2 separate regions of the Xenopus tropicalis genome follow, and region 2 is linked to region 1. The links are chromatin contacts, called in public Hi-C maps. All regions are on one chromosome and are shown on one strand. Each heading gives the region's core, a stretch centred on a gene start, on an enhancer-like site or on the middle of the called end of the contact. The rest is flanking DNA. Distances are from core to core; before and after follow the strand shown. Region 1 holds the start of slc18a3 (solute carrier family 18 (vesicular acetylcholine transporter), member 3). Region 2 holds the start of ogdhl (2-oxoglutarate dehydrogenase-like, mitochondrial).

Region 1 (6,391 bases), core at 824-3,323:
ACGCAGTGTTAACAGCATGTGTCATTTTATAGAATAACCAATCAGTACAGGGAATGTGTCCTGCAAATCAAATGGCACAGAACGTTGTAAGTATTTATTAATTCAATGTCACAAAATATAGGTATTTACAATATTAAGTTTATTTCCCTGAATATGCAAGTTTAATAATCCCATTTGTATAATATATTTATATATTTAACTTTGTACAGATATACAGTATTTCACACTTGGGTGTCTGAGATAAAAACAAGCATTTTCACAATACTGCACCTATCCTTAACTCTGGATTTTCCATATTCCATTTCCTTCCATTTTGGTCTGTCACCAAACAAATCATAAAAAATAGGTCGACAGAAAACATCCCGACATCACAACAACTGAACAACTGATACTTTAAATGTTGCTGCATAAACAGACGAAAATTGAATCTTCGGAACTAACTTAGATTTAACTGTACTCATAATCAGATGAGTCCTCTTCCGACCCATAGATACCTTTATGGGGCTCATGATAATTGTCCATGATACTGTCGTTCATCCCATCATTAGGATTTCTTTTGTGAGACTTGGCTTTTCGTTCCTCCATTTTAATAGTGTCGTACAAGCCCTTAGGGCCTTCTTCCAACAATATATTTCTCTCTGAGTGTGAGGGTTTCATTTGACACACATTTCTGAGGAACAGAAGAGCCGGTGCATACAGGACATTGGCAAGACCCATACCGAGGTTAAGTTGGGTGAAACCCGTAGTATGAACAATTTGACTAGCAACTACAGGTCCTAGGGCATATGCCACACAGTATGATATATCAGCTATGGCGTAAACACTTCCATAAACCGATACGTGGCGAACATCTACGAGTAAGGCAAGGGTTGGCAGTAGGGCAGTGTCTACTAGGGCTATGCCAAAGCAGATCCCACACAAGGGCACAATTAGCTCCCAGAAGTTTTTACATGCTGGAACAGTACAAGAACTTGCACCTATGATCACCATTCCTATAGCCCCATAAAACCACTGGTAGTGAGGATAATTGGCTGCAAGCTTTACAGTTATATAGACACCAAGGACATGAGGGAAGAAGGCTGGTAACCAAGTAAGACCCATTTGCCACTCTGATGCATCCATTGTCGTTTTCATCCAATTTGCTATGGTGGGCTCAAGGAATGCCAAAGGAATATTACATGTGGTAAGAGCACCTGCCACCACAGCAATGTAAGGATCTATCATCAGTCTGTGGATGGGGGTGCCAATTGGCATATTGGCTCTAGTCCTGTTAGTAAAGGGTTTAATGACTAACAATAGCAGCACGCCATCTATAAGAGCGATACTAGCCAGAACTAGGAAAGGCATTCGTTTGCCTACGAACTGGTACAATATGCCCCCAAAAGGGGGCGCCACCAAGCTACCGAATGAGATGAACGCCAAGGCTATGCCTAAAGCTTTGCTTCTTTCAGCCTCCTCTGTGTATGTATCTGCTATCATGGCAATTCCAGAAGTGTCTGCGAACGCAGATCCCAAACCTTGGAGGCTTCTAGCTACAAACAAGGTGGCATAGTTTTCAGCAAACGCAAATATGACTGTTGAGAAGAACAAAACTACCAGTCCAATAAGAAGGGGGATGTCATATCCAACCCTGTCTATAAAAGTTCCACTTAGTGGGTTGATTAGTAGCTGCAGGATTGCTTTAGAAGCAAACAGGACTCCAATCTGCATATCTTCGTTTTCTGCTGGGTATTGGGGTCTAATGGCAAAAGATTTATTCCTATATTGACTACTGGAATTAATGCTTTTCGCATGTTCTCTGTCCGCTCTCAAATTTTGAATATAGTCTGGAATAATGGGGACTATGACCATGTACAACATGTTATCAAGAAAAAGAGCCACACACACAATGATCAAGATTATCCGTCTCTGGTGATGAGGTTCCTTTATTGCGGTGCCAATTTGCTTAGTTCTGTCTCCCATGGCACTGGATAATTTTTCCACCGCAGACTTTGCCACCCCCTGGGACTCCTCGGAAGCCATGATACCTTCCTTTGGTATCTCACAGCAATGCACAAAAACGGAAGGCTCTTCTATAGACGGAGGGTCAGGAAACCTTTAGGATCCTTGATGATCATTCAGTAACAGGTCCCCCTTACAGGACTGAAAAAGAAACGCCTGTTATTAAAAGCACATAAAGGTTTTGCTGTTGCAACATCTTTGTCATAAAATGTCCCTTCCTATTCTGTATATTAAACATCTGCTTTATTTGCCCAAAATGAATCATATAAAGGGAAAGAACAGCTCCTAGGTATACAGGGTGTAGTACAAGGGCTGAGCAAAGTTTGCACAAATTCAAATTCCCTTCAATGAAACAACCACATCCCGAAGACATGAATTATACATTGCACTATTAGCAGGCCAGTAAATGGGCTTCACGATTCCTTCTGCTAATGATCAGGGAGAGTACAGTCAATTTACTGCCCACCCTGCTCACCAAGCACTAGCTAGCAATATTCTAACGAGGGGAATTCCTTTCTGCACCCCCAAATATACCAACCCACCCTCCAGCCTTTGGTTGTGCCCTGTGAACATTCTGATTGAGGGAACAAGAATAAATGACTTACTTCGCTCTTTGTGCTTGAAAACCAAATTGAGTTGGCATGGATCGCAAGTGATGCCCAGCAGCCTAACAGAGACGCACAGCTTTCCGCAAACTGGGGGATTTCTTAATTAATAACAGCAGCCTGGGCGCTTCTTGTGAGATTCATATCGCGGAGAGACTGAACCGTGGGAGAGGTCTCCTTTTCATCCGAGCTGCCATCCCTCTCCTTGTGATGCCATTGGCACAGATTGACTTGCATGCTTCTTGCCTCCTCTACTTTCTTCCCACCAAAGGGAGTGACGCACGGTTGGCTCTGGCCCCCAAGTGGATCGTTCGGGAGCGGCGTGTCCTTATGCTAATGTAACACATGGAGGAACCTTAACCAATTGCCGGGGAGCGATCCTTCCCCCTCACAGGGTGACTCCTGAGCATCACTGATAGGAGCGGGACTCCCCCTGTCTGAGACCCTCGCAGCTGAAGAGACGCTACAGAATCGCTCCTGCTTCTTCATTCATTTTATATCGTTGTGTCTCTTTTCGTTGTACGCTCTTTAGCTACCACTGTTATATCTCTACCTACTTTACATGATATAAATATTATCACTATATTTCCCCTTTCTACAAAATCACATTTTTGGAACGATACTATTCAGCCCTTCATGTATAATAGTGTAGAAGTAGCAGAGCTCTGCCTGATGCAGCTTTGCACCCAGCAAATGCCCTTTGGCACCATAACTATTGGTGGAACGTTTGCTCTGTGTTTTGGGCTTGAGGAGAATTAGGGACTTGCTGAAATAAGCTAAAAGAAATATGAATGTAAAAGACTGCCGGAGTGTCCAGGTTTCTGTCACCCCAGAGCCAACGCCTTGAATGGTAAGGCTGCAAAATGGGATTTTGTTAAATGCTCTTTTACTATAAACGAAAATAAGGCACTTTAATAAAGAGAGAAACTGAATGCTGGTAGTACTTGCCTAATTGTTTGGGTGAGGCATTGCTTAAAGGAAGGAAGGGGAGGTCATTTCTATTATTTTTCTTTTCTCATTCTATTTCCTGCCTTTCATTCCCTGCAATTATTCTTTGCTGTGAGTCAAAATTTTTCCCCCTAAATGGGATCGGGGAACCAGTGTGAACAGATATGAGAAAATATCTGTCAGGATAAGTGGTTTCCAAACTGTGAGACTGTCCTGCTTAAGGTGGTTTGGGGGTCTGCCTTAAGGCCAGCTTGGGTAAGGGCTGACATGAATGCCTCTTTGCTCTCCTATATACTCCTGAAGCACAGCTTGAACATCAGTTAGGGTGAAATCAGGGGTCGGAGTGCTAGTGAAGGCTGGGGGTAGGACCTACCAGGTCTGGAATTAGTGGTAGGAAGAAGACATGGCAGGTGTCTAAGGTGACAATAGTGGGAAGGCACTAGGTATCTACCTTTTTTTCCAGCCTTTAGTCCAGGCCCTTATCCTCTTACTGCCCACCTGCCCTTATTACCTCCCTCCTGTTTCCTTGCTGGCACATGCATGCTCACACAAGTGTGCAGGGAACAGAGAGGCTGGCTGATTTGCCTAGGGTACCTGGCTGGCTTTGCCCAGCGCTGAGACTTGCCTTGGGCTGCTGTCCTTTTGGAACTGTTCAGAATGATGTTTCTGTAACCTTCTTATGATCTAAGGCAGGGCTGTCCAACTGGCAGCCAGCAGCCCCCCACTGTATTGCACCCTCTACTGTTGGGCTGCTGTGACTGCTTACCTTTGTGTAAACTTTAAATGGACCCCCTGCACTTCAGATTCAAGCTGTAACCACATTGTTCACAACTCAGACAGCATTGTGTCACTGTATATCTTATGCTGCCTGTATGTATGGCACACACAGGCAGCATAGGGCAAGCAGAGTGTGACACTTACAGGCAGCATAAGGCAGGCAGAGTATGACACACACAGGCAGCATAGGGCAGGTAGAGTATAACCAGGGCCGGATTTGTAATCTGGGCGCTCCGAGGCCGCCCCCTCTCCGTCGCCAACACCACCCCCTCCCTCTGGGCATGTGCGAATTCGCGATCACGCATGCACGGGGCTTTACGCTAGCATACGGATCAGTGGGGGAGAGGTCCCCATTGCTCCGTATGGGAGAAAAAGTTTAGTGTTTTTGGTGTGGTGTGGCATGCCGCCCCCAAATTTGTGCCGCCCTAGGCCCGGGCCACAAATCCTGGCCTGAGTATAACACACACAGGCAGCGTAGGGTAGGAAGAGTATGGCACACATAGGCAGCGTAGGGCAGGCAGAGTATGACACACACAGGCAGCATAGGGCAGGCAGAGTATGGCACACACAGGCAGCATCGGGCAGGCAGAGTATGGCACACACAGGCAGCATAGGGCAGGCAGAGTATGACACACACAGGCAGCATAGGGCAGGCAGAGTATGACACACACAGGCAGCATAGGGCAGCCAGAGTATGGCACACACAGGCAGCATAGGGCAGGCAGAGTATGACACACACAGGCAGCATAGGGCAGGCAAAGTATGGCACACACAGGCAGCATAGGGCAGGCAGAGTATGACACACACAGGCAGCATAGGGCAGGCAGAGTATGACACACACAGGCAGCATAGGGCAGGCAGAGTATGACACACACAGGCAGCATAGGGCAGGAAGAGTATGGCACACACAGGCAGCGTAGGGCAAGCAGAATATGACACATAAGGGCAGGGTAGGACAGGCAGAGTATGGCACACACAAGCAGCATAGGGCAAGCAGAGAATGACACACACAGGCAGGGTAGGGCAGGCAGAGTATGACACACATAGGCAACATAGGGCAGTGGAGGGGGTGGAAGGGAATTTGAGAATGGGGTAGGGTTTAATTCTTCTTTAATTGAAAATGATTTGGAGATGTTTGTGGATAACAAAATGTGTAACTATAGGTAGCTTCACTCAGAGGCTACTAAAGCTAAAAGTATTTGCAAAGAAGGGTATTAAATCAAGGGATGAAAACACAATATTACCTCTTTATAGATCCATGGTAAGGCCTTGAATATGTAGTGCAGTTTTGGGTTCCAGCCCTTAACAAGTACTTATAAAAAGAATTAAATAATTAAAACATGAAGAAAGACTATCAAGAATGGGGTTGTTTTCTCAGGAGAAAGGGTGCTTGTGAGGGGACATAAGTACTCTTTAGATAGAAATACATTTCCCCTTCGAAAAGATCAAAGAACAAGAGGGCGTCCCATTAGGCTTGAGAAAATTAAATTTGAAGCAGTGAAGGTGGTTAACAGTGAGTACAGTGAAGTTGAGGAATGCCCTGCCGAGTGATGTTGTGAAGGCAGATTCTATTTGGATGATTTCTTGAACAAGCATAATATCCAAGGTATCGATATATGCAATTTGTATATGTGAGTGTATAGATCACACCATGAGCCACCGCCCTAATATGTTTTTATCCTTCATTCATTTTTTCCTAATTGCAATGTAATAACAGCTACTGCATCTACACATACACTGGTGTGTATGCGTATTATAGATCCTTTAACAGTCTGTGACACCAAACTTTTTTACCATCGTTATCTAATTTAATGTATTCTTTTCTCATATGGGTCATTAGCTATATTGATGTTTGCTTTATTGCCTGGATCTTAGTTAAACATGTAACCACAATTATAGACTGCCATCAGATTTATAATCATGACAAAGATTAATGTGGCACATGCAGGGGTATGTCTTCTTAGCCAACCTTGTGTTTATTAAACCTATAACAATTAACTCTGTCTGTCTCAGCAGATAATCTCATATACAACTGAAGGAAGATGGCTTCCGCTGTCCCA
Region 2 (6,563 bases), core at 1,117-3,616, 130 kb before region 1:
TGCAGATTGTAAAATTGACAATATGTGGAAAAAAAAGGGTTTATCTGCCACAGATTGTAAAATTTATAATCTCTAACAGAAAAGTTTCTAGGAGCAGAAGGACAGCTTTTAACACCCCCCTGCCACTCCAGCGCCCTCCTCTTGCCACTAGATAACGTGCAGAGGTTGGGATGGACTGAGCCCTGTGGTGAGATTGTCCCAGGTGCCCCAGACAACATCAGGCATGTGTTAACCATGTGTTTGCTGTTTTCTGACCTTCCTGATGCTCCCAAATGGTGACCCTCCATTGGTTGCGCCCTCCACTGCTATCACCAAGCACGCTTGCCTGCCCTGGCCTCTCTAGTATCTGGAAATTGTAAATATTGATCAACTACTACTGTCCTGGACCACTTGCACATGCATTAGGGTGCTGAAATTTATAGTGAAAAGCCATTCAGTCATATCCCACTTATGCACATGCATAGCTACTGGGCAGTAAAACACTGGATTTACTTTTTCTTTAAATATCACTAGTAAAGTTTGGAGAGTTTTTCAGAGATGAAAGGACAGTTTGCCAGTTTTTTCTACAGGGGAAGTGCACAGCTTTAGAACTCTATAAATTCTTTTCAAGTGAGTTGAGATTCACTTGGACAGGATCTATAGGATTCTTAAATGGCGAACAGTTCTTTCACCATTTTTGATAAATATGCTCTTATGTATGTAACAACAAATATGTTTACATATGTACATTAGAAGAAAACTCTTGGCCTCCTCACAAAATACATGCTCCTCTACTCCTTTTTGTGAGAAATTCCTTCTAGACAGTGCCACATGTATAGATACATTACACATCTGGATACACTTTTTATTATTTATTTAAATCTACTTTTCCATCAAACATCAAATTGTTTTTCAATAATAGGGGAATTTGACCCTATAAACACCAAAGATGTTTTTTCAAAATGAACAACATCATTTTGGGTGGGTATGGACACTTTTATTCTTTTTGAGGCAGACTTAATTGTATAGGGCCCTCATTACCTCTTGTCTTGGTTAGTTTTTTTTATGAAATCTGTATGTTTAGTGTATACATCCATTTATTATACAGTGCTGCAGAATATATTGGCCCTTTATAAATTAATGTTAGTAAATGAATAATAATTCACACAGCAATTTCAATTAACAAAACAAATGAAAAATAGCAGGATAATATATATATATATATATATATATATATATATATATATATATATATATATATCCCTTTGCTAACTATTGCTTGTGTACTGATATTCAGTTTTAATCCTCCCAGTCCTCTATCTGATCTTATATTCACTGCACATTCGAATCTCTATCAGTGCTTGTGTGGTAGACACTAAACATGGGCAGTCATCCAATGGCATTGAGCTCAGATAGCATGTGAAAGAAAAGCTTATGGCCATATCTACCATGAATTGTATTTTTATCCATTTAGAAAGCTTCGTATCACTCTGGAATATTATGTGGCAGTGACAAGTTATAAAGTTTCATACTGAATTCTACAATATCATTCCAAGACTCTCATCTGTTGTGCAGATATGTAACACTGTTGCTAACCAATGTGCTTTCAATCAACTCTTTGCTCGGCCTCTATTTCCCCACATGCCCCCTGCTGCTCGGTGCTAGCTGATTCACAATCAACCTACCCTCCTCTACTCACTGCCTCTATCCCTTCCCCATCTCATCAGAGACCCAAGAGCAAGTCCCAAACTAGAGGCAGAAGAGGCAAATCCCTCCACAATTGCCCCTGGGCATGTGCCTCTTCTGCATATCCCTAGTTCTGGCCCTAACTCTACCTACTTCCAACTCGAATTGTGGCCATCTCCTATATTAATTCCATATTCATCTGAACACCTTTACAGACACAAGCTTCACTTGGACATCCTACCACCATCTCCCTGGGGCTAATTAGTAACACGGGGCTAATTTGCACCTGGGCATTAAAACATAGCAACCAATAAAATTTTTGTTTTTATTGTCTACCTATAGCTGACTGAAAAAGAGCTAACCACTTATTGGTAGATGTGATTTCTGCCAACAAAATCTCGCATTATTACGAGTATTATTTTCACCATAAGCCTATAGAACAACATCGTCATCTAATAGATAGGCGGCTAAAATAGGCCAAATCCCATACGGTGATAAAAATTTTGGCAGGATATTCATATTTATTTCATTATTGATTCCACTAGGATCTGTAAGGCCACCAAATAAATCCTGGCGAATCGTAGTTGTTATATTTTTTGTTTCCTTTACTCATCGTAATTATCCTAATTGATTCCCTTCAGTCCTTCAGCACCAAGGACAGCAGCACTCCACCCCCCAACCCTCGCTTCAGTGCAATTCTCTAGCCCCTCCTCCTCCCCAGCCCTCCCAGCAGTGTTCCAGGAACTCTCGCTTGTGTGACGTCACGGAACCTGCGGATCGGACCGTTTCCCTGGGTCGGTGCTTATAAGTAGCAAATGCAGAGCCTCAGGTAATAAAGCCCTAACCGTACGGAACGCTCTTTCCCCCGTGTCCTGTCACTCTCCGCCCATTGTTGCGTTTTTTTTCTGCGGGTGAAACAACATGTCAGAGCGAAATAAGGCGTCTGCATCGTTTCATTGAGATTTCTCTGTATTACGGGAAGGGGATAGGGCTGCCAAGGGCGACTTCCCATCATTAAAGCTGATTAATGTATGGTGTGGTATAAATAATTACGCTTAGTAGCTGCATATTCTGCTTGGTAATTGGCTGAGGTACCAGATTTTTGGTGGAAAGCTATAGATAATAGGGTTTATAGGTTCCAGAGAAATCTGCTTCCCCTTCAGCTTACAGAACAGTCTTACTAGCAGCTTGGTGGCTTCTGCTGTTGCTATCTATCTATAAATATATCTATATCTATCTATCTATCTATATATATATATATATATATATATATATATATATATATATATATATATATATATATATATATATATATATATATATATATATATATATATATTGGGAGGGGGAAAAGAGAGTTTAACAGCACCTTACATGAGTTGGCTAAACCAGGTTTTAGAACTCACAGTTCTAAAAAGTATAATGCTTTACCAGCACATATATTGCATACATGGCAGGGTATTGATCCCAGAAGGTCAGCAGAGGGTGGAAATAGTGGAAGGGGCCCCACCACAAAGCAAGGCTGCCGTAGAGCTTAAATAAATAATGTATTGTATAACATTGTCATGTTATTAAAATTTTAAAGACAAGTTGCAGTGCAAAGATGTTACACCCACCACCATGGCCAGTTTCCCCAGAATTGAGCAATCAGCTGTACTCATTGACAACATATGGCTAACTCCCTAAAAACGAGTGTCCAGCAGTTTAACTTACTTGACTATCACTCAGAAAGGCCTGGGTTTCCAATTGCATGTCAACCTAGGGAAATCGCTTCATGTAAAATGAAATCTATGTTGCTTGTTTATAAAACATTTTACATGCAGGGCTGTTTATTTGGAAATTAGTTAACTGAAGACTTTGCACTTGTAGAAGTAACCACTACTCTTCTATTTTTGCTTGGTGTACTAGTAAGTTTAATTACACTAAATAGTTTTCTTATGCCTATTTGTTATGCATCGTTTCATAGGTATCTGTACACACAGAAACATCATTGGTTGATGAATGCAATAAAGGAAAAAATGCATTGTATGCATGATTATAGACATGTGTAATAGGCCCAAAGCCTGAACATGAGAAACCATAAAACCAACCTGGCATTCAGTTTAACCTTACAGAAGCAATTACTTACTAACCCATAATCTACAGCAGAATTGTTGCACTTTGTTAGTTACTGAGTGACCACCTTAAAATGACAGTTATTGTCTAGTAGGTGGCACTACCTAAATGACAGTAGCTGGGTGATAACTTAAGATAGTTACTGTATCTTTTAAAGGTGTTTTGTTTTAAAGAAAAGGTATGGTTATCTTGCACTGCAGGTTTAAAGTGGGAAAAAATATGCAAATTATTGCTCTTAACTTGTGTATAAATACGCAGAGCTGCGCAGCAGCGTTCAGGGGGGCTTCTTCTTCCCCTGTCTTGAGATCCTCTTCTGTTAGAGCGCTGACACAGATCTTGGGGGAGCATTCACAGTTGAATCCATGTCCTGAATCAGCTTCAACTGTGCATGCTTTTGCAAGATCTTTACTGACAACTGAGAGAAGAGGTTTAGAAGACAGGAGATGGCACCTTTAAACTCAGCACACAGCTCTGAAGACTTATAGTAGGTTAGCATACAAGGACTAAATAGCTCTTGCAGGGAGGAAACTTGGACAGGGGGTGGTGGAGGGGAGACTGGGAATAGGGAAGGGTTTAGTTCTCCTTTAAAGGGAGACAATACCAGTGGACATTGAAGGTCTCTATAAAAATATAGTCTTATATATATATTAACTTTCTAACATTATGTGCTATTGGATTATCCAAAAATGAAATGTTGCCCTTAACCACAAATGTCTGTTGCTCTGGCAGGCAGCTATGATGCACTGTGCTCACACACACAAACCAAGGGCATGCATACATACTGGGTTACATCAGCCAATGAAAGGACAGAGCTGGGTGTTTTACTCCCCAATGCATCTGTTACATCTACAACTTTTTCCTGTTGGGTTATCGTGAATGAGCATATAAAACATCACAAAAAAGTGGGGTCACATCTCACCCCAAAATTGTTTTCCTCACCAGAAGTGTGGGCCCATACAGCTGATACTCTGGTTAGGAAGCAGTGTTTTTTTTTTTAAAAAAAAAGCACTAGGCATGTTAAGTGGCACACATGGGCAAAATGAGCACTTCCCTCAGTGCACACTCATTATGCACATGTATGTGACATCAGGCACGTAAAGAGAAGAAGCTGTGGCACTATTCTCAGTACCATAACATGGCTGCCCATACCAGGAGCTCCCTCTGGAGCACTAGGAGTGGGGACATTGAAAAAATAATAAAAAAACAAAAAAGCCCCTGTTGTTTCCCTCAACCAGAGTGTGGGCTCTTTTAGCCCGAAACTTCGGTGGGGGAGACAATTTTAAGGTGACAAGTGCCTTGAAAAAAAACAAACAAACAATATACATGTGCCAGTTCGATTTTTTGACTTATTATGATACAGTTTATCAATTGGTTAATTTTTACTTGACAATACAGTATAATTTATACTATATCCTGTTAATTACCCTAAAATGCCCTCACTTTCCATATATATTGCAATCTATGTTAGTTACTGCATAAACTATCCTTAGTATGGCCCATCCTACAATCTATTCATTATTTTATAATTCTGACACTATTTTTGTTATTTATGAAGGGTTAAGCTTTGCCTTCAGGATGTTTCACCAAGTCTATCCAAATGATAGCATCTGTTGGGCAGCATAGGAATCACTTGGCTTAGTTGGAAAAGAGACGAGTTACATAAAAAGCTGACAGCTGCTTGTGTATTAATTAATGCAAATAGATTACCCAGTGGCAATACACAGCCCCACTGAACCCCTGCATTACATACAAATGTTTACATATTTTAGAATAGCCCAGACCTCTAACTATTGTATAGTACTATACAATAAGACTATTATACTATTTCCTTTCCACCTAGTATTATCTAACATTCCCTTTAAAGAGGAATACTAAGGAATATGTCTAATGTGGAAAAATATTGGCATGGATATAGTATTCACAAGGCATCACTTAAAGGGATAGTGATATGTAAATTGCTGTTTTTTTGAGCTTAGGGCAAGATTCTTGCTATCATTTCTCCTTTAATTAGACAGTACTGTATGAGGATATAGCTTATAAGACTCACAGAACATTCTTTATCTGTATATTTGCATTTATACATATAAGAGACTATTTTACTATTTGCTCAATTGTGCTACATTTACAAATAACAATTCATTGAAAATGTCTAATGAATTGTATATTGTGTAGAATTACACTTTTTTTAGTTTTTGGGTGGCCATTTCATTTAAGGGAAATGGCTGACAACCATCATTGTACAGTATTTTAAAGGTGGGTGCATTAATATAATGGAGAATTTTTATTTACAGGCAAGGAAAGTGTGAGGCTTAATTACTTCTGTTCTGATTACTGGTGGGAAACCTATTATGTACAAATGGCATGATAATTATAATATTCTTAACAATTCTTTTGCCTCAGAAGGTGAACACAATAATTTGTTACTTTGCCCTGAAGAAAAGCAATGCACTTTTACATACCTCATATTCAATATATAACTTAGCTGAATTAATTTTCAAACTAATGCAGACCTTGTACCTTATTTTTTATCATAATGCATTATGTGCTCTTATTTTAATCATAGCATCCCAGAGAATAAAAGCTTTGCCAGCAAATTACTTAATAAAAAAGAATCTTGGTATTTTGGCATATAACTGCTGCAAAAATAAATCGGAAAGCTCCTAATTTAATTGCTGCTGATGGATCATTTTAAAGTGACTATAAATTAAGAACAGCAAGTTTAAGATTCTAAAAGTGACTTTCATTTATCTTTCATTGATTTTTAAGTGCAACAGTATTGGTAA

Evidence for each region. Hi-C and Micro-C count contacts between places; a contact is called where the count stands out from the background.
Region 2: a Hi-C map of neurula embryo shows a contact between it and region 1, with 1.7 times the contacts expected there. The contact joins the promoter of ogdhl here to the promoter of slc18a3 in region 1. A contact is called at or near these places in 2 of 5 Hi-C or Micro-C datasets (neurula embryo and tailbud embryo).

Annotation. Positions count from the first base shown.
Region 1 is chr7:52,631,702-52,638,092 of UCB_Xtro_10.0, reverse strand. slc18a3 (solute carrier family 18 (vesicular acetylcholine transporter), member 3) reads right to left here and starts at 2,073. Exons shown (of 1, transcript NM_001079391.1): 1 at 121-2,073. The coding sequence starts at 2,022. The coding sequence ends at 448.
Region 2 is chr7:52,761,837-52,768,399 of UCB_Xtro_10.0, reverse strand. ogdhl (2-oxoglutarate dehydrogenase-like, mitochondrial) reads left to right here and starts at 2,366. Exons shown (of 23, transcript XM_002933905.5): 1 at 2,366-2,494.